Regions from separate parts of the Mus musculus genome. Here all the other regions are linked to region 4. The links are chromatin contacts, called in public Hi-C and targeted proximity ligation maps. All regions are on one chromosome and are shown on one strand. The core of a region is the stretch at or near the end of the contact, and the rest is flanking DNA. Distances in the headings are between cores, read along the strand shown.

The links. A called contact is a pair of places that touch in the nucleus more often than the background predicts.
Region 1: a contact with region 4 is called in a targeted proximity ligation map of astrocytes, with 2.5 times the contacts expected there. A contact is called at or near these places in 4 of 39 promoter capture datasets (embryonic stem cells and stem cell-derived epiblast-like cells) and 1 of 130 datasets of targeted methods (astrocytes).
Region 2: a Hi-C map of embryonic fibroblasts shows a contact between it and region 4, with 2.5 times the contacts expected there. A contact is called at or near these places in 1 of 39 promoter capture datasets (the C10 cell line), 1 of 484 Hi-C or Micro-C datasets (embryonic fibroblasts), 6 of 130 datasets of targeted methods (the NIH/3T3 cell line, embryonic stem cells, heart atrium and 1 more) and 1 of 9 other capture datasets (embryonic stem cells).
Region 3: a contact with region 4 is called in a targeted proximity ligation map of bone marrow-derived macrophages, with 6 times the contacts expected there. A contact is called at or near these places in 4 of 39 promoter capture datasets (the 3T3-L1 cell line, the C10 cell line and hippocampal neurons), 2 of 484 Hi-C or Micro-C datasets (myeloid progenitors and myocytes) and 1 of 130 datasets of targeted methods (bone marrow-derived macrophages).

The regions. Positions count from the first base shown.
Region 1 is chr19:30,173,822-30,178,250 of GRCm38.p6, reverse strand. Gldc (glycine decarboxylase) reads left to right here and starts at 2,810. Exons shown (of 25, transcript NM_138595.2): 1 at 2,810-3,260; 2 at 3,749-3,827. The coding sequence starts at 2,991.
Region 2 is chr19:31,710,640-31,715,108 of GRCm38.p6, reverse strand. It overlaps a transcript of Prkg1 not described here. Among named protein-coding and RNA genes, the nearest start is that of Prkg1, 49 kb to the right of the region's middle.
Region 3 is chr19:31,954,569-31,958,964 of GRCm38.p6, reverse strand. No RefSeq gene overlaps it. Among named protein-coding and RNA genes, the nearest start is that of A1cf, 88 kb to the right of the region's middle.
Region 4 is chr19:31,080,050-31,084,099 of GRCm38.p6, reverse strand. Cstf2t (cleavage stimulation factor, 3' pre-RNA subunit 2, tau) reads right to left here and starts at 1,259. Exons shown (of 1, transcript NM_031249.2): 1 at 1-1,259. The coding sequence starts at 1,034. All of the region lies in intron 3 of Prkg1 (protein kinase, cGMP-dependent, type I), which reads left to right.

The DNA of each region.
Region 1 (4,429 bases), core at 1,561-4,060, 910 kb after region 4:
CCTATTTCATCAGTTGCATTTTACATTACAATCACCACACTTTCGGGGGACAGAAGGTAAGGACAGGGCTTCCAAAACCACTGGTGCTCGCTCCTCTTACCAATGGGCTCTCCATGCTTCAGTGAAAGGAAGACTGTGTTGCACATGGGAAAGTCTATGCTTAAGTTTACTTCTCATCAAACCTTAGGCTCCACCCTTCTCAACGGCACCAACAATGATCAGCTCTGTTAGCCCAATTTACAGAAGGGGTCGTTGTGCTGGGTATCATCAGCCAACATAGCGGACTGAGAGCCACTCCTGGTCGAGGTTATGCACTGCCTCTGTCTCTTTTCTCCTTGCTGTGATGAAGCTCTGATAGAAGCGACTTAAGGGAGGAAGGGTTTCTTTGGCTCACAGTTCCAAGTTACAATGCATCCTGGTGGGAAAGTTATGGCATCAAGAGCTGGAAGCAGCTGGTTCTATTATGTCTTCAGTGAGAAGAGAGCAGGGAGATGTGTGCATGCGTCTGCTCAGCTAACTTGCTCCATTTTGTACAGTTTAGGATACTAGCCCTGCAAATAGGATGCTGTTCACAGTAGAAAGATCTTTCCATCTTAATCAAGATACTCCACCTCCAACAGTCAGGCCCAGAGGCCCCTTTTCCAAGTGATTCTAGATTCTGTCAAGTGGATAATTAATACTGACCATCTCATAACTAAATATACAATCTCTGGTGCTACAAACATCAGCAATTTCCATATAACCTCAATTTTCACTTGGTCAGGAATTCAATGTCTAGCAGAAATCTTGTCATGATAAAGCATGTGAGCAATGTGTTCTGATTCGTTCCCCGTAGAAGCTTCTTTTGGGGGTGGGGTTTTGAGACAGGGTTTCTCTGTATAGCCCTGGTTGTCCTGGAACTCACTCTGTAGACCAGGCTGGCCTTGAACTCAGAAATCTGCCTGCCTCTGCCTCCCAGGTGCTGGGGTTAAAGGCGTGCACCACCACACCCAGCCCTATAGAAGCTTCTTGTCTGACATCAAGTATCTACTCACCTTCCTGGAGTATATGCCAACACCTGACTTGGGCTATGGGTCTAGAAGCTAAGGGAGGTTGACAGGTCCTTCCATGGTTAACATGTTTATGGTGAAATTATAGGACCTTCAAGGAAGGTATGGCCAGTCTGTTAAAAAGGAGGAGCTGGTTCAGCAATCAAGGGAGACTTGGGGGAGGAGTGTATTACATTGGGGGTGAGACAAAGCCACATACAACTTCGTCTGTCCACAAATCCCCTATGTATCCAAGATTGACCTTGAACTCCTGATCATCCTGCCTCTCTACCTCTCAAGTATAGTGATTACTGATAAGTACTGCAGAATGCAGCTTACCTCAGTAGAATATGCTGTTCCCAATAATCATGTACATTCCAAACTACTAAAAATGTCCTCATTCTGATGTTTATATAGAAGACCAAATAAAGTTATGAAGTCAGCTTGTGTGGAAATTTGGCAATCCAACACTGGGTCTAAATGATTCCCTAAATATGTGCTTCCTGTAGCAATAGAAATGAAGGGATTCTTTCAGAACATTGGAGTCGTCTCCTCTTCTGACCTGTCATTTTAACCTACAAACTCATCACAGTAGTTAGCCCTCCCTACAAGTCCTTCCACTGGAAGGTCTTAACTTAGCAACTATTTGGTCTAGCAAAGACCTGCCTGCAACAGACACAGTAGTCGCCCCTGAAAGTTTAGGCAACACTGTTTCTTGTGTCTTTCCCAAGACCCAGTTTCTCTTTGCCTTCAACTCTAAGGTCATCGTTAAGGATGTGTATAAAGGTCAGATAGGCGGGTCCCAGGTTCCTGTCCTTGGGGGTCAGCTTCCTGGAGATGCTTTTGCTTTCATTACAGTATCTGTTTAGGTTTACTCAGGAAATAAAAATATAGCCAATATACCAACAGCATACTCATGCATTCCACGTAAAGGAAGACTGAATTTCAGGAATGGGTGCATATCAAACCAGTACAGAGAAGACGAAGGAGACATACAAAGGAGGGAGGGAGAAGACAGGTGCTGGGGTGTAGCTTGGTGCTAGTTGGGAGATCGGGGGTTTGGTTCCCATCGCATCATATCTCAAAAAAAGTGGGGTCAGGGGGATGGCTCAGTGATTGAGAGCACTTGCTACTCTTATGGTTGGGCTATCAGCACCCACATAAAAGCTCACAACAGCCTGTAACACCATTTGCAGGGAATCTGATGTCCACTTCTAACTTCTGCAAGCATTCGGCATGTATGTGATACACAGACAGACATTTCACCCAACACACAAATCAATAAAAAATAATATTAAATCTTTATTAAAAGATTAAAGCATAAGATATTTTAGGGGCTGTGCTCTTTGTCCAGATTTCATAACTATGAAAGAACCTTCCTTTGCCCATAGTGGTTTTCATGAGATGTGACCCTAAAGTCAGTAAGTGGAGACCAGCTAACTATTGGAGTCTTCCTGTCTTCTGTCTCAGTGCATTGCTCCAGGAACTTCACGAATGTTAGGGCTGCCCCAATGGGCCCTACAACCCGGCCAGTGGGCCTATAGAGCATCCCGAACCCCTGTGTAAGAAGAGGGATTTGGGACCTTAAACTTCCAGCATCAGGCAGGGGACTCCACCCTGCTGCTGAAGAGGGGAAAGAAGTGGGAGGAGGTGGGAGACAAGGAGGAGAGAGAAAGGGAGGGCCCTGCCTCGCCCCCGCCCTGCAACCCATTCCCATTGGCTAAAGGTTTCCTGGCTCCATCCTACTGCCCGCCTTCGGGCGCCGCTTAAAGTGTGCGGAGCAGGTGCCTGCTGAGGCGGAGGAACTTTGCAAGAGTTAGTGCAGTTCGCTGTACCCATTCATTGCCCGCAGTGGTCGGGAAGGGGATCCAGGGACTGCGGCGGCCACTCCCGGGGCATTGGGGCCAGAGGAGGGCCGGAAAGCGCTGCTGACCCTCGTGGGCTGGGGAGGTGACGGCGTCCATGCAGCTGTGTGCCAGGGCATGGGGGCTGCGCCTGGGCCGCGGAGCCGGGGGCGGCCACCGCCTGGCTCGGGGCACCGGCTTGAGTTGGGCGCAGCGAAGCCGGGACAGCAGCGGCGGCGGTGGCGGTGGCGGTGGCGGGGACCGCGGCGCGGCTGGGGCCTCGCGCCTTCTGGAGCGCCTCCTGCCCAGACACGATGACTTCTCCCGGAGACACATCGGCCCCGGAGACAAAGACCGGAGGGAGATGCTGCAGGCGCTGGGGCTGGCGGTAAGGCCCTCCACCCTCCACCCTGCCGGAGCTCTGCCCGCTGGGCCTCCCGGCTCCCACCTTGCCTTCCTCCTCCGTCCCGGGCCCCAGCTTGAAAGCGAGCTCGCTCTTAATCGTGGTGCCTTCTCCTCTCTTAACTTTTACTCTGTTCTCGCTCTTCTAAAGTGCATTTAAAAAATATCCCCAACTCCAGACGAACCCTAACTTTGCAGGAAAAGAAGACTCCCTACTTAGAGTACATTAATCCGGTCAGCTCCAGTTGCAGCTCCCGAACCCGGAGTAGCGGATTTACCATCCGGCTCCATCATTTTTTTTTTTTTTCCTCCAAAAGATTTCTGCTTCCTGATGTTTCACTTTAAAAAGAACTCTTAATTAGACGATTTAAATGAAGTTCCTACCAGCCTTTGAAGATAAACTGAAGTGGCTCTCTTAACTCAGGCTCTTTGCTCTGACTGTCCTGTTCACCAGCTTGCGTTTTTAAATTTTAGAGCATTGATGAGCTCATCGAGAAGACGGTCCCCGCCAGCATCCGCTTGAAGAGACCCTTGAAAATGGAAGACCCTATTTGTAAGTGGCCGGGAGGACTCTCAGGGGTTCCGCTGCTCTGCCTTCTATAATCTCTGTCCGGCTTTGGGGTTGGATTGCTCAGTACTTGACAGGCCCTAAACCGCTGGGATTTTTCTTCCCTGAGGAAAACCTATGTAAGCCCCTTTCATGGTCTTTATCCCTGAGTTGCTGGCGAGGCACCTACAAGCTTTCCCAAAGAAGGCTTTGCAAAAGACACGTGTTGGATTAGAAGTCTCCACCTCATGCACGCCCACCGGAAGGGCTTTTTGTTCCTTTGAGCTGAGAAGGTAGTTATCTCAGTAGATCAGGTGAGACTTCCGAAAGGACAAAGGAAATCACCTGAGGTCCTGCAGCTAGAGAAGAGACTTATTTGGAAGGGGACTTAGACTTCTCAAAGTCACGAGAATTTCAAATTGTTCTGTCTCACATCGGTTTCCCCTCTCACCCTCACCCATCTAAAGGCAGCAGTGCTTTGCAAGCCTGAATATGTGGGGTTTTTGTTTGTTTGTTTGTTTGTTTTGTTTTTTCTGAAAAGCACACAAACTCGATTTGTGCTTGGTTAAGAAATCTCAGGCTAGTTATAGGCTTCCCTTTTTAATGAT
Region 2 (4,469 bases), core at 334-2,833, 630 kb before region 4:
CAAAAAATATTACTAAATATTACAAATAAAGAACAATTGTCCCAATTGGAAAGTTTGGTACTATAAATGTCATAACATAGCAAGTGCGATACCAAAGGTCAAGCCTGTGAAAGCAGAGATGAATCCCAGAAAAGAATTTGTGACCTCTGCCTCAAGAACATCCTGCAGTCCCTTTGCTTCTGCATAAATTCACAGAGACGACGTTTAGTAAAATTTTCCCTGAGTCTTTTAATCCCTTTCACAGAATGCAGATTAAAAAATAAGAGCACACAATACACAACCTGGGAATTTTCTCTGGGTCTTCAGTTTTTACTGCATCTCATAGTTGCCTCTGGTTGAAATGGAAGCCAGAGTTCTCTGGTTCCTAGCAGCCTGTCTTTAGAGTTTAGATAACCCTGGTATACTCTGAGGAAAACAAACAAAAAGTAAGCCACATAGCGCAAAAACAATTTCCACTCTAAAATTTTGCCAAGAACACTGAGAACTGGCAGAGACTCTGATATCACGAAGATTTCCAGGAAACCTCACGTACTTTCTGCATTCTATTTGGAGTGGGGAAACATTTTAGGCATTTTAATTGACACTGTCATTTTCACTGCATTAGGATAAGAGATAGCATTAAAATTTTAACAGTCCCGTTCTCAGATGCAACCCCCAGTCAGAACTCCATGTGTCCCAGGAGCCTGGTCCCCTCAGCTTACTGCATCTGTAGCTTCCCATGTAGACAACGGTGCTAGATCTGAACCACCATCAGCCCCTGCTGGTCACAGTCCATGACTCATAACTCTTTGGGATCACACAGGTCATCAGATGATCTGACAGAGGCTCACATTATAGCTAATGATACTGTCAGTTCTGTTGGAGGTCAAGGTTAACTAGGACACATTTTACCTTCTTCCCCTGTCTACACCACAGGTGAGATCTGTGTAATCTTGTAAGAATCTTAAAAGAATCACAGCTCTAAACGTTTATATAAAAAATCAGTCTTATCTACCTTAAATCCTCAGAATGCATACCCGCTCATCAACCATTCTTAATAAATCATCAGGAAGCTGAGGACAAAATGGGTATAAGAAACCAATCATCACCAGTCCAGCCGCAGTGAGAGTCACGTCAGCCAGTGCTGCCATTGTTCTTGTTCCCTGACCATAAAAGGTCCCTAGCTTAACTAATAAGAAGGTGCCTTCCTGAACTTCAAATTGCTTCCTAATTTTTTTTTACATCAGAACTGAGAAGTAAAAACATATCAACCTAGTGTCACTAACAGTTTTATTTTTCCAAATGTTTTCTAAGGGTGATGGTTATTGCTGACAATCCACATCTCTAAATTCTTCTCTAGGGTGGTGATTCAATCATTAATCTGCTCCAGCAGCAAAGCCTGAAAGAAATCAAGCATCAGTATTGTGAATGCCGAAGATACTTTCCAGTGAGGGACTGGAAGGCCCCTTAAAGTTTTCATATAATTCTTAGATTATGAGAAATATTAGGGCAACAAGCAGACCAGAACTCCATGACAGCATAAAGTCCTCAGGACATATAATTCTTCAAAGCCCTGCCAAACCGAGGCTCACCCATGCAGCTATGGTAACCTGTGGGCCGCATTCCATGAGTTCCAAAGCCATTTGTTGTTCCTCCTGCATGGCCCTCAGCAAGAGGCCAGGCTTTACATTTTGTATGCACCGCCTTCCTTATTTACTACAATTGAGAAAGTATTAATATTTCCTTTAGCAACAGGGAGAGCAGGGACTCTGAGATGTTACAAAGGCCATTTTCATTTCAATAAGATAGTGCTAAACTCAGTATCAAATCCACATCGGTATGGATCTACGTCTCTGACTCAAGATGATGGTATAATTTGTGGGGCCCAGAACATGAGGAAAATCTGGAAATCTCTGTTTAAAACTTGTGACTAGTTTCAAAAGAGCAGCCTTAGAACTCATGATTGCCTATGTTGTGTGCCTGCAAAGCCCTCCCCTCTGACTTGTCCACAGTTCTCTGCAAGGAAATCGGTGAGGAATACCTGCCAAGGTCTTCTTAACAGGCTTTAGGGGTTTTGCTCTAAAAAATTTTTATTAATTTTTACTTTATGTATAATAACATTTTCCTGCTTATATACAAATGTACCACATACATGCAATGCCCAAGGAGAATGGAACAAGGCATCAGATGGTCCCTGGGGCTAGAGTTGCTAAAAGTTGTGAGCAGCAGCCTTGTGAGGATTGTAAATTGAACCCAGATCTTTTTAAAAAACAGCAAGTGCTTTTAACCATGGAGATATCTCACCCTATTTAGGAGCTTCGAGATCCCTTGTGTTTTAAGGAAGAAATAAGGTTTAATAAGAGAGAAATAAAATGATATCTATATAATTGTACTTCTCAAACATATGTTATTCTAGTATTTTTTTCTCAAGTTTTTTGTATCATTTTGTGTGTGTGCACATGTGTATACACATATGTGCATGTGTGTTGGTGTCCAGGTAAGAAGAGGGCATTGGATCCCCTGGAACTTCACAGGCAGTTGTGAGCTTCTAGCAAAGGGTGCTGGGAATTGAACTTGGGTTCTGTGGAAGACCGTTAAACACTCTAGACCTCTGAGCAATCTCTCTAGGTACCTAGCATTCTTTTCAAAAGGTTGGTGTCCCACGGGTTTTGAGTGGGTGGGTATGTCATTTGTCTCTCTTGCTGATAGGATAATGGGAAAGTTTGGAAGTCATAGATTACTACATAATTTGTTCAGGTACTTCTTCTTGACCCCTATTGAAGCTGTCCACTCATTTTATTAACATTAGGCTCATTTTATTTTGCGGAATCTAAAATAGAGCAAAATTGTGTATAGAAATCCAAATGATTACATAAAGAAACATTCTTATTAAATATTTCTATTTCAATATGTTCTGAAGATTCAAGCAAATAAAATCTAAAAATGTATAGAGAATCCTTATTTGTATTGACTCGCAGGGTTTCCAACAGCTGAGAGGAAAATCCATAAGCTTTCAAGAACCATTATATTCATGAGTTCAAAATGGGCCCACACTTAGTACTAAGTGATTATCTATTACCATGGTATTGTGCTCTGGTTTTCTTGGGCTCTTATACTCAACTCAGGAGTGGAACTCCTTAATTATTCTCCTTGTCAGCTCATTCTGACAGCCACTCATTCTGGAAAATATCAAACTGAAAAGTACCCATCCCCTGGTTGGAGTAATTATACACAGTTGATTCCTTTCTGGTACATACGGCTAGACAGAGGCTAGTCATTTATCACAGATAAACACACGAAAGCAGGGCTGAGAAAATCAAGACGAAAGATCTTTTCTCTTGTGTAGCTGTCTTGGTCTACTGACCTTATTTCTGATATTCAAAACTAGAAAGGGGAAATTGATGAATATTTGAGAAAGACAAATAGCACGGGTGCTCCATATTTCTTCTTTAAAAAGAAAAGGCTCCATTTAAAAATAAGATATGCTAATTCATTACAATGCAGACAGTCCAAAGGAGAAATATCTTTGATGAAATCCCAGCTTATTTTCCTTCTCATCTTCAAGAATAAAACCAGATAGATATCAGAGACCATTAATATATCATCCTCTTCTTCATCCTCCTCTTCTTCTTCTTCCTCCTCTTGCCCTCCTCCTCCTTTTCTCTGTCCTCCTTCTATATTTAATCTAGTGACTTAGGTAAAAAGCCAGGGCCGTAGCAAAGCCATGGGTAATACTGTTTCCCTGTGTGCCTGTTTGCATGTGAGTCTGCCAGGAACTATCTGTTGATTGGATTTGGCTGTGTTTTCAACAAAAGCCTAGAATTTTAGCGAATAAGGAACTTGGCAGGATGGTAGGGAAACAACAACAACAAAATTACAATAATCTGCTTAATCTTGTTGCTGGAAGCAGACTCAGAAGAGGAGTCAGGGAAACAGAAAGAATAAGAACAATTCAGATAATGCAAAGTGGGAAGACAAAGGGTTGAGACATGATATAAAAAATTGTTAGGGAAGAACACCAGGGCCTCTTAGATCTAAGCTTGTTCACCATAGCTAGGAGCTAGAGTTCACTGCAGGGCTGGCAAAAATAGGTCATTGGAAATTGGTCTGATTTTTGTTTTTTATTTTTCAACTGACTTCAGTTATGTATACATTCGTTATATAACATCAACTTGTATATTAATAAGCTGCCTAATTTGATCTGCCTTACCAAAACTCATAGGCATTGTTCATCTACTTATTTTGAGTGAATGATTGAATTACTTAACAATCATCAATAGATCATAAGCTATCTTTGTGTAAAACTCAGAAAAAATGTCCTGTGTGCCCCTCTGTTCATGCACTGACCGTTCCCTGGGAAATGGAAAGATACCAAATGGAGCCATTTCACTATTTCAATCTTAGGGGTCATTTGTTAGATTTGTAGAGTATGGTTACCAAAAAGCATAAGTTGTCATTGTCATATTACTTTGGGCAAATTTGCTTCAAAA
Region 3 (4,396 bases), core at 880-3,379, 870 kb before region 4:
TCTTTAAACCCAGCACTCAGGAGACAGAGGTAGGTAGATCTGTGAGTTAGAGACTACCTTGGTTTAGAGTGAGTTCCAGGACAGCTGGGGCTACACAGAGAAACTCTGTCTCAAAAAAACCAACTACCAACAACTAGCATTGACCTAACCAACATTGTCATCACGTTTCGGTCTTTATTTTCTACCATAGTTTCTGAAATGTCAGTCATGTCAAAGACACCACTGGGGCAGGAATTCTGGACTCTTGGCTCAGCACATCTGTTTTCCAGAGTCTTATATATTCTTGTACATTTTCTTGTGGAAGGGTTATTTCCTTTTTGGCGACACTTCCTGGATCTAAAGTGGTTTCTACTGTGAAGTGCTCAGAAAAAGGAAATTAGATTGTTTTCCCCATCCTGGTTCTTTACTTTGTTCCCTCCATTCCATCTTTTCTTTTCTTTCCTCCCCATTTACACCCCTTCCGTTCTTCCAATACACGTGGTCTTTCCCCTGACTGCCTCCCTCCTCTCTCCGTTCCTCTCCCCTTACCCTCCTTCTTCACTCATTCCTTCTATTCTTGGGCACCCACTGTATTGGGTGTAGATATTTCCTTGGTTTTTATCTTTTTGGAGGCAGGCGTGTGCTCCCACGTATATGGGCAGTGAGTCTTTATCTGTTGCCATGGCTCTCAGATGGTAAACACATTTAAATTTATTATCATTTTACAACCTGTGTTGGTTGTATCAGTTTATGGACTCATAACAACTTTTCCAGAAAAATGCAACTTCCAGTGACGTTTGTAATTTCGGTGACCATGAGACTCTGTCCTCTGCTTCAGAGACTCTCATCAGCTGCATTGAATGCATTAGTCCCATCAAGGCTCAGCTGAGGATGCTGAGCTCTGCTCACCGTTGCTGGCAGGACTCAGTGTTTCAGGTTCTGGGCTTCAGACTGCTATTAGTTCTTTGCCACAGGACCCATTCCTCTGCACAGTGTGATACCATGGAATCTTTCTTCTTCGTAGGGAGCAAGGAGTGCTAGCAAGATGGAAATGATGGCTCTCTATAATCCAAGCTTGGGAATAACACATGGATGCTTTTGCCACACTCTACTGTTAAAGTTCAGATACCAGGTCTGGGTTATACTCAGTAGGAGCTTTTGTGCTGCTGCTGGTAGGTGGGGGTTTCTGCAATCTTCTTCACTACAGTCCTTTGTTCAGTAGGATAGCAACTCCAGGGTATTCCAAGCTTTTTCCCTAATATCCATTTATCAGTGAGTACATACCATGTATGTTCTTTTTACCTCACTCAGGATGATATTTTCTAGTTCCATCCATTTGCCTGGGGATTTCACGAAGTCATTGTTTTTAATAGCTGAGTAGTACTCCATTGTGTAAATGTACCACATTTTCTGTATTCATTCCTCTGTTGAAGGACATCTGGGTTCTTTCCAGCTTCTGGCTATTATAAATAAGGCTGCTATGAACACAGTGTAGCATGTATTCTTGTTATATGTTTGAGCATCTTTTGGGTATATGCCTAGGAGTAGTATATCTGGGTCCTCAGGTCCTATGTCCAATTTTCTGAGGAATGGTCAGACTGATTTCCAGAGTGGTTGTACGAGCTTGCAATCCCAAGAGAAGTGGAGGAGTGTTCCTCTTTCTCCACATCCTCGCCAGGGTCTGCTGTCACCTGAATTTTTGATCTTAGCCATTCTGACTGGTGTGAGGAGAAATCTCAGGATCATTTTGATTTGTATTTCCCTGATTAAGGATGTTGTACATTTCTTTAGATGATTCTTGCTCATTTGAGATTCCTCAGTTGAGGATTCTGACCAATACAGGTGCAGATGCTTGCAGCCAACCATCAGACTGAGCACGGGGACCCCAGTGGAGGCATTAGGACTGAAGGAATTGAAGGAGTTTGCAACCTCATAGGAAGAACAACAATATCAACCTACTAGACCCCCAAGAGCTCCCAAGGTCTAAACCACCAACCAAAGAGTATACATGGCTCCAGCTGCATATGTAGCAGAGGATGGCTCTATCTGACATCAATGGGAGGGGAGCCCCTTGGTTCTGTGAATGCTTGATGCCCCAGCATAGGGGAATACTAGGGCGAAGAGGTGGGAGTGTGTAGGTGTGTAGAGGAGTACCCTCAAAGAAGCAGTGTGGAAAGTGAATGGAAAAGAGGATTTACAGAGGGGAAACTGGGAAGGGGTTTACCATTTGAAATGTAAAAAAATAACTAATAAAAAAAGAAGAAGAAAAAAGAAACTCCAGGGTAGCAATTTCCTCTGATCTGATGAAAGCAGATGAAGGGGAAGCAGGAGCCACAAGTTCCTGACCACGTGTCCAATCACCTTCCTGATGAGATCATGTTTGATTTTCAGGAACTTCTTGTGGTATATCTGTGGCAGAAGGGTAGTTTTCCCTCAGTGTTCATATGTCCTAGTCACATGATTATTATGGTCACCTAAAGACTGCATTTCCCAATTGCTTGTGTGGCCGGGAGTGGCCACAAGCTAAAGTTCAACCTAGACCTTAGTGTTGTGTAGCAGCAGCTTCCAATAACTCTCTCTAAGAAGTTCTGGGAGCTGGCCCTCTATACTTCCTTTGTCCTTCTACTTGGAATATAAATCCTAGATGTTGAAATAATGCAAATTAGCTATCAAGAGGGATTCTGTTTACAAGGTGTGAATGTGAGCCCAGCATCATTGTGCCTCCTGTCCTTCTGGGGCTAAATGAGTGCTGTTGGGTATCGAGGTATTAGCAGGCTTGGAAGGTCACTGAGGATGGAGTTCTTCACAGTCATCAGCTTGGGAAAGTAAGGATGAAACTGCAGGACTCTAATTGCTGGTCAAAAGAATGGACTGTGATGGGCTGGAGAGATGGCTGGCTGGCTCAGCCATTAAGAGCATGTAGAGCTCTTGCTGAGAACTTGGGTCAAATTTAGTTCCCACAACTCACGTGGATCAGCCTTCACAACCACCTAAAACTCCAGTGTCAGGGATCCAACATGGTTTTCTGTTATCCAAGATCACTTGTATTCCTGCCGCCCATATACATGTAATTAAAATAAACAAAATCTTTTTTTCAAATAAAAGTAATGGAATATGTGCATTTTCTCTGCTTGGGGGCCAGCCCTGGCACTCAGGTACTGAGGTGGGAACCAGCATTATATGAAGGCCAAAGGCTGAGGACCTCTCTGGCCTTTTAACTCTCTCTTACTCTTCTGGCAACTTAACTTTTACTATTCTGAGGCCAGAAGCTGATGTCTTTTGGCAATTTCACAGAGAAAGAAAAAGGAAGATAGTTAGGTGCATGTGTGCATATATCCACACGCACACGCACATGCACACACTGGCTGGATCTGACCACTTGTTTCATCAATTTCATAAGTATACATACATATTTATATACATACACATATTCCTACATATATATGTATGCACATCCATGTAGACATATACATATATGTATATATATATATACAGACACACACACACTCTCTCTCTCACACACACACACCACACTTTATTTCTTCTCTGTTGCAATTTATGCCTTCTTAGACAAAAGTTATTTATAAAAATTACCACATAGATAAAATGTTACACAAAAGAGAAATTACAGAAGGATGTTGATAGTAAGTTCGAAGCAATGTTTTATTCCATAAGCTCATTTTAAGTTCAAAACAACAGTTATACATGGTGCCCTGTGATCTATGGCTTCATCCTTGGACCTGATCTAGAAGGGATGTTTTTCCTTGATCAAAAATCTGTCCTAAGCCTAATTCTCTTCTTAGTGTAATTTATGAAAGCTCACTGTATTTCTCATTATGCAGCCTTCACTTACTATTTTATGAAGATGGGGTACATTGTATTCTTGATTCCAACTTTATTGCATCTTTCTGGCATAACAACTAAAACCATCGACTTAAACTTTCTTCCTGAAATTATTTGACTCAAACCAGGAAGTCATTAATTCATCTAAACAGCATTAATTCATGAACATTGATCTGCAGGGAATTTGCTCAACAGAGTGGGATGATGCCCAGGAATCATTAAGCTAAGTGATTGCGACAGGAGAGGCATATCAGCAGTGAGAAGCAATTACGGGACAAAGTCTCTGGGGCTATGTCTCTCCAGAGTCTACCCATTGCAGCCATGTAAAACAGTGGGCTAACTCCAGAAACTCACTCGCTTACCTTTCCTAGATAGCTTTGGTCATTTCTCTGTCCTTGATAGAGACATGAAATTCTGAATTGCCTGAAGGGTCTCTAATAGGTAGCCATATAAAACTTTGTACAATTACTGTTTAGCAGAAGTTTTTTTTTTGGGGGGGGGCTGTACAGAACAAGTCACATCATTGTCCCTGCCCATAAAAGTTAGTTACACTTGGGCAAAAAAATGTATCTGG
Region 4 (4,050 bases), core at 10-2,509:
GGAGCATCTCCCAGTAGTCCTCGAGGAGGTATGCCACCAGAAGGCATGGGTCCACGAGGCATCGGAGGTCTAGGATCTGATATCTGCATCTGTCCTCGCTCCAGGGGCACTGGACCAACCACTGGCATGCCAACTTGTGGCTGCATTGCTCCTCCTGGAGTTAAGGAACCAGGTCCAGGTCCAGGAACTGCAGCTGGTATTGGCCCCGGAGCTGGAATTCCTCCCTGGATAGAGGTCTGCATCAGAGGTGGAATGTCCTTCACAGGTCTTCTTGGCAGATGCTGAGGCTGAGGGGCAGGAGGATTCTGTTGGTTCAACATGACGTTAGGTCCCGGGCAGAGGCCAGGGGCAGGGCCGGGGCCAGGGCCGCCAGGCCCACTAGGCCCAGGCCCACCAGGGCCAGGCCCAGAGACCGGCTGAGATTTGCCTGGGATCAGTGGTGTGACATGTATCTTACGATGCAAAATTTTCAGTGCAATCTCTGGATCCATGATTCTCATCACCACTTGTGCCTGCAGCAAAGCATACGCCAACTGTGGGTTCTGAAGTAGCATGTTTCGAGCTTCCTGGTGACTGTTCTGGACACACAACTTCATCTGCTTCATGAGCTCAAACATCTGCTCTGGGGGCAAGCTGGCGACTGCTCTAGTAATCGATTCTGGAGCATCTTCTGGGTCGATAGGGTCCCCATAGGGGGAGTCAATGATGGGGGCCGCCGGGCCTAAGCTCTTTAACTCCTCCTTGTTCTTTTCGCTGGCGGCATTGTCCACCCGAAGCGCTCTCCCACTAAACTCTCGCCCATTGAGGTTTCGCATGGCACTGAGCGCAGTCTCCTGGTCTTGGTACTCGCAGAAGCCATAACCCTTGGGCTTCCCAGTCTCTCTATCGTAGACGAGACGGAAACTGACAACTGAACCAACCTCTGAGAAAATGTCCTTTAACTGCTCCTCCGTCGCCTCATACGGAATGTTCCCCACGAACACCGAACGCAGCGATCGATCCATGGCTGGGTCTCTGACCGCCAAACTCGACATGATTGCTGCCGAGAGGACAGCGGAGATTGAATTCGTCTAAGGGTCGTCCTCTGGCGAACCACACTTCCGCTCTGTAACGGAAGCAGATAGCAAGCTCCGGACAGAAACCTTTCTGTTAGGAATCTGTAGTTCCGTTAGGCCGCAGACACTGCTTCCTGAGACCGGACTAATTTATCTAACGCCTTCCGCCCCGGGCCGTGAGCTCGGTTGTCCGCGCCTACTTACTGACAACAGGATTCCGTTCCATGGTCCTATTGGTCGAGTTTTCCCGGCGTCCCGCCCCCGCTTCCTGCGGGCACAGGATGCACTACGACTGACCTCATTAAAAATGGCCGATCGGGCTTCCATGGGGTAACCGGCAGCGTCTGTGTTTCCACACACTCGGGGCTGTTTTCATTGCGTTCCACCGGCGGGAAACCGCAAGCCGGAAGCTGATTTAAGGCTTAATGTGTTTTCACAGCTTTCGTTTAGTGTAGGATAATAGAAATATTTAAAATTATATCCAATATTATGAGGTAAAAATATTGTTATTTATCCCTTAAAATAGCTTAACAACATTAAACATAATTATCGCAAAGATAAAATAGCGCTTCTGTCAGCCGCAGCCCCGCCCCCAAGCTATGGCTTGTTCAAACTGTTACCAAGTCCAGGGTCTTCCCTGGTATCTTCTGTGTGCGCAGGTTGTTGTGTGATCATTTCTCTCTCCCCTTACAAATTTTAATTGACATCAATGCTAAAGTGGAATTAACTAAAAAGTATGACTGCAGAGTCTGGATTAATCGACTAAACTTTTATTGTACACATATAAGTAGTTGTGATTTTATTTATTATTTAGAGACAAGGTCTCTATGTAGTCCTATCCTGGAGCGCAGGCTGACCTCCAGCTCCCAGAATCCTCCGCTGGGCTTAAAGGTGTGCACCACCACCGCCCACTTCTCTTGCCAGTTTTGTACTTTAAATACTGCCATTTTATTTTAAATGACCAAACATAATTTTCACTGTTTTAACTTGGAAAAAAATTCAAAAAATATCATGGTTTATATTTTGTTTTGTTCTTGGTTTTGTTTTTGTTTTTTGAGACAGAGTTTGTCTGTGTAGCCCTGGCTGCCCTAGAACTTAGTCTGTAGATGAGGCTGGCGTTGAACTCAAGAGATCCACCTACCTCTGCCTTCCAAGTGCTGGGCTTAAAGGAGTGGGCCACTACACCCAGATATGTGTTATGTTAATGTAGATGGTATATTTTTACATTCAGTTGTCAATTAATTCAATAAATTAAGTTATCAGGTATACTAAAACAAATTTTGTTATTTTAATACAGGGCCCTTCTACAGCCCAGGTTGGCCTGAAAAATTCACTGTGTATGTAGTTTAAGCTGTCTTCAAATTTGCAATCCTCCTGCTTCTCCCAGTGTATGCTGGGATTAGAGGCAAGCACCACAAGCCTTATCTTTACCTGATGGTCAAAGAAAACACAGTAACCAACAAACAAAGCAACACGTGGGGCCTATGAGATACTTAAAGGTTTTAAAACATTAAATAAAACATTCACCATAAATTAGGCATGGCGGCTCATCTTTAATCCTAGCACTTGGGATACTTCCAGGACATCCCGGAGCTCTTTATGTCTAGTTCCAAGCTGGTGATGGCACACTGAGAGACACTCAACACTTTAACACTTGTGTCTGTTAAATACTATCAGCTTAGTCCCTTGTAGAAATGGTGTTTAAGCCGGGCGGTGGTGGCGCACGCCTTTAATCCCAGCACTCGGGAGGCAGAGGCAGGCGGGTTTCTGAGTTCAAGGCCAGCCTGGTCTACAGAGTGAGTTCCAGGACAGCCAGGGCTACACAGAGAAACCCTGTCTCAAAAAACAAAACAAAACAAAACAAACAAACAAACAAAAAAACCCAAAAGACAAAAAAAAAAAAAAGGAAGGAAGGAAAGAAAGAAGAAAGAAAGAAAGAAAGAAGGAAGAGAAGAAAGAAAGAAAAGAAATGGTGTTTAATATTTACTCTGAATTACTTTGAGCATCTATCAGTCAAATTAAAAACTAACTGCCAGGCTGGTAAGATGGCTCAGTAGGTAAGGAGCACCCGACTGCTCTTCTGAAGGTCCAGAGTTCAAATCCCAGCAACCACATGGTGGCTCACAACCATCCATAATGAGATCTGACTCCATCTTCTGGAGTGTCTGAAGACAGCTACACTTACATATAATAAATAAATAAATCTTAAAAAAAAAAACTAACTGCCTTGACTAAAAATGTACGTGTTTTCAACAAACAAGACTAACCAACAAAACCACCCAAATCTCTGACATATTTGGCAAATGTGGTATTTACAGCAGGGGTGGTCACACAAGTCTGGAAAGCCTAAGACAGGCTCAGGCTCATTTTGAGCTCAAGGATAGCATGGACTATATACTGAGTTGTAGGCAAACCCGGGATATATGTAAAACCTCCCCTCTCCTTTTAGCTATTTTCAGAGATGAAATTCTACACAAAATTGTAAATACTGTAGTCTTTGTGAGTCTGTAAAGTATATTAAAACACTAAATAAAATAAAATTCACCATAAACTGGGTATGGTGGATCACACCTTTAATCTGAGTATTTGAGACACTTCCAGGACAGCTTGGTTTACATATCTAGTTTCAAGCTCGTTGTAGATACTCTGTGAGGCCCTCAAAACATAAATAAATAAGATACACTTTAAAAGAGTTCACTATAGATAAAGCATATCAAATCTAGACATATTCTTAAGATATTTTGAAAAGTTTTACCCTTCTGAGAATTAACTTGAGGACCTCAAGTCTACTACTAAATTATAATCCCCAGGGACATTTTTTATTTGTCTTGGTCTCTTAAGGAATAAGCGAAACACTCCACAAAGTTTTTTTCTAGTCCCTCCCCCTTCCTGTAGCTTAAAAATAATTCAATTTTCCCTTGGATTCAAGTAGTTCGTCATCCGGACCTTTCTGTTGATAGTAAATCTTTTGCCTCTTAGTAGAATTGTGACTTTG